2 separate regions of the Mus musculus genome follow, and region 1 is linked to region 2. The links are chromatin contacts, called in public promoter capture Hi-C maps. All regions are on one chromosome and are shown on one strand. Each heading gives the region's core, a stretch centred on a gene start, on an enhancer-like site or on the middle of the called end of the contact. The rest is flanking DNA. Distances are from core to core; before and after follow the strand shown.

The links. Promoter capture Hi-C pulls out the DNA fragments that hold promoters and counts their contacts.
Region 1: a contact with region 2 is called in a promoter capture Hi-C map of liver. The contact joins the promoter of 1700061I17Rik here to the promoter of Palmd in region 2. A contact is called at or near these places in 7 of 39 promoter capture datasets (3T3-L1-derived adipocytes, Sertoli cells, embryonic stem cells and 3 more), 24 of 484 Hi-C or Micro-C datasets (the C2C12 cell line, the MC38 cell line, Sertoli cells and 13 more), 11 of 115 datasets of contacts at active chromatin or transcription factors (cardiomyocytes, embryonic stem cells, heart atrium and 6 more) and 3 of 9 other capture datasets (adipose tissue, liver and pancreatic islet).

The regions. Positions count from the first base shown.
Region 1 is chr3:117,074,443-117,079,904 of GRCm38.p6, forward strand. It overlaps 1700061I17Rik (RIKEN cDNA 1700061I17 gene), which reads right to left and starts at 3,323. Exons shown (of 9, transcript NR_038029.1): 1 at 2,951-3,323; 2 at 2,556-2,785. It also overlaps the pseudogene Gm17896.
Region 2 is chr3:116,965,476-116,970,768 of GRCm38.p6, forward strand. It overlaps Palmd (palmdelphin), which reads right to left and starts at 3,477. Exons shown (of 8, transcript NM_023245.3): 1 at 3,023-3,477. The coding sequence starts at 3,067. It overlaps Gm52613 (a long non-coding RNA gene), which reads left to right and starts at 1,547. Exons shown (of 2, transcript XR_003954544.1): 1 at 1,547-1,797; 2 at 2,251-2,541. It overlaps 4930455H04Rik (RIKEN cDNA 4930455H04 gene), which reads left to right and starts at 2,792. Exons shown (of 3, transcript NR_040596.1): 1 at 2,792-3,124; 2 at 4,728-4,801.

The sequences.
Region 1 (5,462 bases), core at 2,073-4,572, 110 kb after region 2:
AAGGTTTATCATGTGGTTCCAGACCTGTGAACATGTGTGTAGAATATTGTGCCTTCTTTGTCCATGACTCTGGGCTGTTCAGCCTCATATGGGTGGTAATGAGGCAAATGACTTTTGAGGGAAGTGAACATCTTTGTCAAGTACCTACCTGTAAAAGTCCTAATAGCATGGCTTTGTTTGGGATCCCACTTTCTTTCTAGAAGGTTCCCAGTGAGAAATGTCTCCCATGTTGAGTTATGAGAGTACTTTTCTCTTGGATCTGAGCCTTGAAGGCCCTTCAGCAGCAACCTGTAGTCATTAACTCCAATATTCACAAGAATGTCTTTTTACTATTTTCTCTATCTTTCTGATTTTCTACAGGATTCTAAAACATTTTCTTCATTCTACGCAGAGGTACCCTCCTGTCAGCTTGTGTCCTAGAGCTGGTTCCATTTCCATCCAGTCTAAAGGAGAAAATGGAGGTCAGCTGCCTCACCAAGTGCTGTTGACTCATTTGAATGACATCATGGACAGCTAAAACAAACAGACAAACAACAAACAAACCGAAACCCACCACCACTACCAAAAACAAACAAGCAAACAAATGAAAACCAGGCTCAGAGTATGCTTGGCGTTACCTCAGCATTTCCTACTGGACCTCTCCTCACACCCACAGGCCCTGAGGCCATCAGTCACTACTTTAGTCATTTCTCAATTGCTGGGAAGAGGTACCATGACCAAAGTAATTCATAAAAAATGTTTATTCAGGCTTATAATTTCATAAGATTAGGATTCATAATCATCATTTCAAGAAACACCGTAGTGGACAGAGAAGCATGGTGCTGGAGCAGTAGGTAAGAACATATTTCTGATCCACAAGCAGGAGCCAGGAGGCAGAGAGGGACGAGCTGGGAATGATGTGGGCTTTTAAAATCTCAAATCCAACTCCAGTGACCCACCCTCTCTAACAAGGCCACACCTCCTAATCCTTCCCAAACAAGTCTACCAACTGGGAAGAAACCCTTCACATATATGAGCCTATGGGAGCCATTGTCATTGAAACCACCACAAACACGCTTCTTACAGGGTCTGTCTCAATGAATGGTGTTTTATACACCATCTTGAACTTTGTAAATATTTAAATTTCTGCAGCATTTGAAGTGCACAAATATAACTTATCATTCCTTATGAGTTTTATGTCTGCAAATAGAAGGTTTGAAGTGAAAGAGAATGCATAACAGAGTTCTTCCTGAAGCACTAGGAAGGACGGCACATAAAGCAGAAACATGGACGTTAGTCTGAGAGGCTGTCCTCATCAGTGTTCAAGAGTCATGTGTAAAGGTAACATGTAACAGTAATTTTTATTTATTGAACTTTTTCTACATTCAAGGCACTGTTTGGTTAAGTGCTTAACGTAGACTTCTCTGTTTGGTAAAAAGGGACAATGAATAAGTGAAGGTAAAAATTTGTGTTGAAAATGTTGTTTAGTAATCTCAGCATGTTTTAATATCAGTGTTCAATTCTTATTTGTGGTAATTCATTTTTATGACATAATTATCTCTTACATTGTAACAAACTAGAACCTTTGCTGGACCTCATAGCCAGAGTGTCAGCGTATCTGAGTCTGTGTTTCTGTCTTTAACAAATGGCTTTATGTTCTTGTTGTCCATGTGTCAGCTGGGGGAGAAATATAATACTTTACAGAAATTCATCTTGAAGTCACTAAGAGTGCTGACCTACTGTGTACTCAGCCTAATTTGTTTTTAAGAGAACAACAATGCAGTGATCAATCTTACTTGCCGTGGGTTTCCCAGGTAATCAACTTTAACCACCTAAGCTAAGGCATGACTATAATTTTAAATTATGTATTATTCTAAGCTGTGACCCTAATGCACATATATTTGCAAAAGTGCAACCATAATCATTTGTTGGAAACAGAAAATAGGCTGGAAATGGCTTTATGCAATGAAAAGCCACTATGAATGTTGAAAGCAGTATTTGGATATTATTTAATAGTTTGATTGTTATCTAGGTAAGTTGGAGTCAGCCACTTAATATCTTGAAAATTCTGTTAAAGATTTCCCTAACATGTCTCCCAGTCCTTTCCCTTCCTCCCATGCTGGTCAATAAAAGAGAGAACAAAGCCCTTTGTTAGGGAGACACAGAGAGATATACAGGGACAGATACAGATTCACAAGAAAGCCTTCAGGTAGACACAGTTTCAGACTCAATACAACAGACAAACAAGGTCATTCAGACTCAATTCAACAGACAAGGTCACACTGACATACTCTAAATGATGAACTTAATGAAGGAGATAAACAGAGAAAGACAAAAGGACAGACAGTAGATCAGACTGAAACACACTAGTTGTGATATTCAAACCTCTGTGGAAAAACATGACTCATGACATGTGATGTAAATATGACTCATGACATATAACCCAAACACAACCTTGTATTGTTTCCTTCAGCCCCCTTTCAGACACCAGATGAAAGCAATCTATCTCCTGCTTTAGTCAGAACTTGGGTGAGTGCCATAGTTTTCTCGTTCACACTTAGGCTAGCATATCTTACCTTGTCTTTCAAGAAATAAGCTGGGTTCCAGAGAATAGAGCAACACTGCCAAGTACAATATGTTCATCCCAGCCGAGCTTGGGTCAGTGCTAGATGCATCCCTGTTCTCAGTACTGGTCTCTTTGAAGCTGGCAGCCATGGGCGATGGTCATAGTTGCCTTCCACCTTCACTGCTGTGTTCTCCCCAAACACTAATTTTCTCATCCAAGCTTCTGGCCTTCTTTCTGATGCTTTTGAGATTTGGAAAGGATGAAAGAAGAAGATACAAAAAACATAAATGGACTGGTGCTGAACTCATTCCCATATGTCTATGTTATTACATAGACATTTTTAATTTTTGTGGAAATTTCTCAAATCTTTTGAGAATCTTATTTCTGGAGATTATATTAATTAACCTCGTCAGACTTATCTTCATGTTTCTCAGCCACTTGTGACTTCCAACTTCAGTCCTCAGGAGTCAGATGTCAGGTAGGTCTTCCTCACAGAGTACAACTTGATCTCTTGCCAGCTCTTTCTACTAAGGAAATCTATATATGATGTGTCTGACACAGATACATGACGTGCCAGACATATACAAGCATTGTGTGAAGGCCAATCTTCCTTGTCAACTTGATTGCATTTAGAATCACCTATGAAACATGCCTTTAGCATGTCTGAGAGAGTGTTTCCAGAGAGGTCTAACTGAAGAGGTGGCATTCTTCCATTGGGTGGAGTCCTGGACTAAGTTAAAAAGGAGGAGCTGAGCTGAGCCTGGGCACTGCGTTCTCTGCTGCCTAACTGTGAGCCCAATGAAACCAACCACCTCACAGCTTTGTCATAATGCCTCCTGTGCCATGATTGACAACATTATTTCTTACACCATGAGCTATAGCAAGCCTCTTTAAGCCCTCTTTAAGTTGATTTTGTCAGGCATTTTTTTTTCCTTAACAGAAACACAAAAAATACCTAATGCATCTTGTCTCATCGACCCATTATTTAATTATTATTTAATTCCAAATAAGACCAACTTGAGTAGGAGCCTTCCAAGGACTGCTTTAGTTAGCCCGGATTTCAATGTTTCATGCCCATTTGAAGAAACACCGAGTTCTTCAAATGCTTAAGTCTGTCATGATACCAGAGAGATGGTCCTCTGACATGGATAAACGGGGAGACACCCAAAGCATAGCATTCACCAGAGATATTTCTTCTCAAGATCATTTTCATTTTTCCCCTCACTGTTTCTCTTTTTATATTTTCAAAGTGAGCAAAACATATTAGGAAGATAATTCTGCACTTCTTAGTAGGGACACATTCTGCATTTGGCAATCTGTCTCGTGCACTTTGGCATCTGATATTGAATGGACATTCTGCTGCCTCAGCAGACATCAAGGATAAATCCCTTTCATCTCATTGGCAGACGGCTTTGCAGTTTCAATTAGCAGGACAAAGAAATCAATAGTAATCAAATAACTCTAATGACTGTTAATTGTAGTAACAGCACCCAGTACAACTCTGGTTATACTTTGCTTCCCAGCTTTATTGGGTTAATAAAAATATGATTTATTATGTGTGATGTGTGAAAGTACTCAGTCAATATTTTGTTTTCAAGAACTGTAAAGAAATCACTTTTTTTTTTTTTACGGTGGTATGTACAGCCATATCTTAATGTTCCTTTCTTCCTTTTGTATTTTCAAGCAGTTTTGGCTTTGATTTTCTTTTAGGCCCAATAGTCTGATTTATTTTGTGTATGCATTCCTTTTCTTTATTGGGGTATCTCACACTGGGTATTTCTCTATCTTGTTTGCTATAGAATAGGGCTTGGTAGAGGCTTATACTCCTTGCCCATACAATTTTCATCAAATCATCAAGTAAATGTTGAAAACATACCATAAGGCACCTATTAAGTGAGCACCAGGAATACAAAGCTTAAAGAGACAGTTTTCAAGTATTACTACCATAACAGATGTAAATGGGAGACATTAAATGCTTAATGAGGATTAGAATCCTTAAAATAACCCTTTGAGTAAATGTGTTTCTATTTTTCTTTCCATTTGGGAATGAAAAATATTAAACTTAAGACAATTAAATAAATTGCCTGGAATCCCACAGGAGTAAGATGGAACTACACTCTAGGTCCTGCTCTGTCTTTATCTGCTGAATTCTGCCTAATAACTTGTGTAGGTTCTGTCTGCTTCTAAGGTAGAGTCAGGAAGTTTGCAGTGAGTCTGGAAGTGGGCTTTTCATGGTAGCAATAGTGCCCCCCAAAACATTGAGATATAGTATTATATAATGATAAAGAGTGTTGGTTTAAATAATGGTATAAGTATTTGCTTACTCTGTGTGTGTGTATGCTTCCCAGCTTTATTAGGATAATAAATACATGACATGTTATATGTGCTATGTACAATGTGAGATGTGTGACATGTGATATGTAATATAATGTGTAATATGTGGCATAAGATATGATATATAATAAAACATAACGTATAGCATATAATATGTAATGTATAATACCATTATTATATATTATACATGTTATAATATATTATATATGTATATTGTATTATAATCGTGATTATATATAATAATGTATAGTATATAACAATGATATTAATAGACATTAAAATACCACATTATACAGTATACATAATATACATTAAATATATAATATGACATATATATATTTTGTATAATGTGGTATTTTAATATCTGTATGGAATGTGAAATAATCAATTCATATATTAATATTCATATATTAATCACACAAATATTTATTATTTTTGGTATAAGAACATTTAATAATACAGTCAACACATTGTAAGTATACATTATGATTATATCATTATTACAGTAATTATAATTACAACATGCTATGGTTTGAATGTGAATGTGACCTGCAAGCTCAGTTGTTTGCAAAGCCTCTAGCTG
Region 2 (5,293 bases), core at 2,227-4,726:
CATTGATTTCAACAGCCCTTTGTCTGTATAAAAATTAGTTATTTGCTAAATGCATACTAGCTTGAAAATAGCCTCAAGAGACTCTTGAGGTTCCAAGTATAATATTTAGTCAATGCAAGGTTGCTCTGTTTTCGATTACAGCTGGGAATGGAACTCATTGACTAACGAGTACTTTGGTCATCAACTCAGGAAATGAGGAGTGGCTTTAGGGGTGGAGCAATGAAGGCAGAATGTGAAGGTAATTAATTAAAAGAGTCAATTTGGAGCATCCAGACTTTAATGTCCTCCTCAAAATAATCCTTTCTGAGTCCTTTCATAATTTGGCCCTCATTGTCTTTAAACCATTGAAAAAATTTGTGAATGATCTTAAAATAAAATTTACTGGTATGGGAAATGAATGGCGTCACCACAGGGTTACAGTAGTTTTATCGTAATGCTACTTGGTTCAGCCAAATTATATGAAGATGAATTTTTTTCAATTATTTGTAGTTAAAAGAACACCTTTTTAGTTACTTGAGACCCTGTGGAGTAAGAACAATATTTACAGCTTATTTCATTTTACTGCCAAAAGTTAGAGAATCATAATTTAATAATAATAAAAAAATCAAACAGCTCTTGCAGTGTTAATGTTTGTTGTTCTTGTCCTTTTACAGTGAAGTCTCTGTGTTGTTGAGTCTTGGTGTCTTAGGGAATTAACATCTTTGCCGTCATGGACATATATAAAAATTATTTCAGTGTAGGAGAGCAGTTAAAAGATTATCTCTGAGTTTTTGTAATTTTAATGCCTTTCAAAAAATGAGATAACTCTTGAAAGTTCCCTGGGTACGGTGTGTTTTCTTTTCCTAGGAAGAAAGAATAGCAGGGGTGGCTTCCTGGGCAAGGCCAGGGCGGAGTAAGCTGGCATTTCCCAGGGTGTGCAGGAGGAGAGTGGTTGTATTGTTTCCATGGACACGGAGGAACTACTCCATTTCCCCTCTAGGTGGTGACAAATGTGACTGAGCCCTGTGAGGTGCAGGCTTATGGAAATTCGTTCCTATAAACTTTTGCCAGTTTTTACCCTACAGGCTTTAAGCAAGAATTTTACTTTCAAGCTAAGTTTTGTGACTGTACCTCCAAGACTTAATTAACTCTAAAGGGATATGTTTGGGCTCGTGGGATAATTTTTAAAAGTTTATTAATTTTAACAGTGAAAGTATCTCTATATTCAGGAACCTGCCTACCTACTCAATTCCTTTTAAGGCATTTTGATCTTCTATATCTAATTGCACCTGAAGCCTCAGTGAAAATTCCTTGGCTTTCTGAATAACTCTCAGCCGCCATCTACTTGGACCATGCCCTAGTTCACTAAATGCTCTAAGCTGCAAACCACACTTAGCAAGACCTTAAAATAAGATGTTCCCCAGTTCAGTAGCAGAGACACAGAAGAAGGTGTCTGTGTGCATCACCGAGTCAACTGTTTCATTTGGTTATCCGGGAGGTAAAGCCGTGGGGAGAAATGGAACCTAGTTGTGAGCGACTCACACGGCCCAGTGAAGTAACCTTTAGCCAACAGCTGTAATGTGAAAGGGCCATGCCAAGAACAACAGAGCACAGTGGAGTTCCTGTCCCTTCTAGGAGGACAGCTGAAGCTGTGGCCGGATTTAACAACAAAACAAAACAAACAAAAATCCAGGCCAAGGTTTTTAAGATGAAAGGAAAAAATACAGTAATTAGAATTCAGAAATTAAAAAGTACTCTCTATAGAAAGGTGCCCAGGCTGCTTAGTGGACTCTTGGCTCCTTTTCACTGGTGAAGAAAGTAGGTTTTTATTTATCCTTTCTGGGTAGGAGGGAAAAAACCCCCGCTATATTCCCTTAGTGTGTGTGTGTGTGTGTGTGTGTGTGTGTGTGTGTGTGTATGCACAACAAAACCTAAATTAGGATTTGCTTAATTAATTGTGAGAATTTGAGGAGCAAAGAGTTGGATAACCTCCTATCTACCTTGATTTAGTGTCAGTTTTTCAGAAAGTAGTTACTTCTTTTTTGACGGTTAATTTCAGTGTCAGAAAATGTGACGCACAGGGGTGTGGATTTGCCAAGTTGCTTTTCCTTGCAAAAATGCTATCAAAAGTTACAGCTAATAACGATAGATGACCAGGTCAGGGACTTCCAGGTTATCGTCACATACAGCAGTTTGGAAGCAAATGAGAAAAAGAATGGTATCATTTAAGAAAAGTGACTCATTTCTTGCTTTGATTTTTTTTTTCCCCAGAACAAACATCAAGTGTACTACTTTTCTTCCCGGAATTAGGGAAATATTTTCCAAGTCCATCTTGTGCATGGCTCCTGTATTGAGACCTTATTCGGACTATGTCTGTCCTTCTGTACTGGAAAACTGATCTGCGAGAATTACTCTGATGCGTGCCTTCGCTACTTTTCTTCTGTTTTAATACTTCGCATATATATATATGCATACATACATACACCAAGCTTTGCTTTAATTCAGTTAGGTTTGTCTGGAATATACTTTGACACATGAATAAAAATGTTTCCGATTTTCTTCCTTTTGATCTACCTCTTTAAAAAAAAACTTTTGGGGGTTCTATTCATTGCTTTGAAAAGTTTTCCAGTTAGGCATCTATAAGAACATTTGTCCGATAGAAGGAATTTGAAGAAAAAACCCTAAACTTCAGATATCCACAGAAGGTGAGGAGAGTTTACAAACTATTTATAAAAACAAGCAAACAAGCAAACAACCCTTGATTATCGTTTAGAATGCAAACACCATCTGTAAATTCCAGAACCATTTCCCTGGATCTCAGGTTCTGAAGCCCCAGTGTCATGGAGGGTCACAAGGGTTAAGAGAAGCAGACCAGAGTCCACGAAGGCTTAGTTCTGTTTCTCTACTTGGAAGGCCTGGGAGACAAGGACAGCTAGCAACGTCGCCTGTGCCGGTGCCGGTGCCGGTGCCGGTGCCGGTGCCGGTGCCGGTGCCGTTTGTCTAAGCAACCACCTTACTGACTTAAAACTCTATGTAGACTTACAGTGATGGCCTGGAGTCTTCCCTTCACCAGCTCAGCTTCTTCCATTCTAGAAGTCAAGGACAGGCAGACGCTGAAGGAAGTCCAAAGCTACCATAAATCAAGGTGCGTCCTTGGAGAGGGGAGCTGGAGATGACAGAAGAGACACGGAGAGAAATCCGCTCTTTGCAGCAGGGAGAGAGGAAGAGAATTCCGAACTGTCAGGAGCGGAGCGGCTCAGAGCCCATGCACAGATGAGGCCAGACAGACACATGTAATGAGGGTGCACTGGGGAGGCAGACGCTGAGGCTGCTGGCACGAGTTGACTGACAAGTTTGAACGGCAGCCGCACAAGCCCTTTTCCTTCAGGGGCTGCCAGCTCTTTGTTGTGCTGTGCACGGTTAGCGAGACACATTTTCTTATTAACTGTTCCTTACCCAAGTCATTATTTTCCAGGAGTGGCGCAGGGAGCTGCCGTGCTGAGTGTCGGGGTCCGGGCAGCCCAGGTTTTCCTGTGAGCCTGTGTGTGTTTAAAGTTATCTCGCTTAGTTTATCTCGGGGGGGGGGGGGGGATGAGAGAGAGAGAGAGAGAGAGAGAGAGAGAGAGAGAGAGAGAGAGAGAGAGAGAGAGAAGTGCTAAGTCACTTGTTTGTTATCTCCCTCTGCTTGGCTTTAGGTAATGGTGATGGCTCCTTTAGTAACCGAAGAACCCTTAGAGTAGAATATTTGCATCAAGCTCAGCTCCCCTCTCAAAGTCCCACCGCAGGCAGCCTTCTGACAGAGACCTTAGACTCTTAGGTCTTGGAAAGCAAAACAAAACAAAACAAAACAAAAAAACCCAAAGGTGTTAACGTGATGATTGATGTTGGATATCTGGGGACTGCAGCACCTTTTTTGGACCCCATTCAAAAAAAACAAAAAACAAAAAACAAAAAACAAAACAAAACAAAACAAAAAAACAAACCCCGACAATCTTCAATTTCAGGAAGGTGCCCATTTTGACAGCCTGAAGTTATGCAAGAGCAAGGAGCGAGCCTGTGAAAGTGTGCCCTGGGTGGACAGTCCCTGCCCTTTAAGGAAGGCAGTGAACCCCGGGGAAACTCAGGTCAGAGCAGAGCCCAGGAAGCTTTGCAATGGACTTTGTTTTCTTTTTCCCACCTATTCTTTAAGTGCATGTTGATGTGGTGAGCCCCAATTACCATCCACCACATTATTATGTGTTTGGATCAGCCCTTTAATATCACCATTCAGGCAGGGAGGTTAAATAGACAAGGCTGACACTGAACACACTGGCGTACATTTCTTTGTGCTTTTGATATTTGTTATAGTAGTAGCTAATATTTGTCCATAGACAAATGCATCTCATCTTATTTATCTTAGGGGTGTTGAGAGATAGGTGCTATTATTCCTATTTTAAAATGAGGCAACAGGCTCAGGGAGATCATTTGCCACATGGCTAATAAGTAGCAAAGCCAGGATGGGGATGTCAGCTGTCTGACTTTGTAAAGCCATTCATCAAGCAATGCCCAAGGGCACTGGGCAAAGAGAGACACGGGCTGAAGGTTAAATCAATCTTCATGCGGGAGCTGGACCAAGCCTCCTCCTCTGCCAAACTCCCGGAGATGCTTATAGACGGATAGGAAAACTCTAGGTAGAACCTTGTGTTATTCTATTCTGCAGAAACGTATAGACCTTAGATTGCTTCATACTTTTATTTGGATCTCCCCAGCCACAGAGGCCACACCCTGAGCCAGTCACCGGAAGAACAAGATTATCGCTTTCAAGAATCTGAAATCACAAAGGGTTAGTATTTAGAATATAGAAAGAACATCAAAACTTAGGCACCAAAGAAATAAGGTTGTCCATTGATAAATGGACCAATGATCTAAACCAAAGAAACACAATTCAAAGGAAGAAATTGGCCAGCGGGTATCTGAAAAGGTGGTCAACATCTCTTGCCATCAGGGAAATTCAAATCACTGGAGTGAGCTGGTTACTATCAAGAAAATGGAGAAATGGCAACAAATCTAGGAAAGATGTGGGGAAGAGGAAACACCTGATACTGGTGGTGGGATTGTGAACTGGTGTGGCCATAGGAGAAATCAAATGGGGAGGTTTGTTACAAAAAAATAGAATTACCATATGATCCAGCCGTTCTGCTCCTGGAGATACACCTGAAGGATGCCAGATCCCACTCTTAGGACACTTGTCTATCCATGCTTAATGCAGTTCTTTTCATAGTAGCGAGAACATGGAATCAGTTTCCATGTCTGTCAACAGATCAATGGATAAACA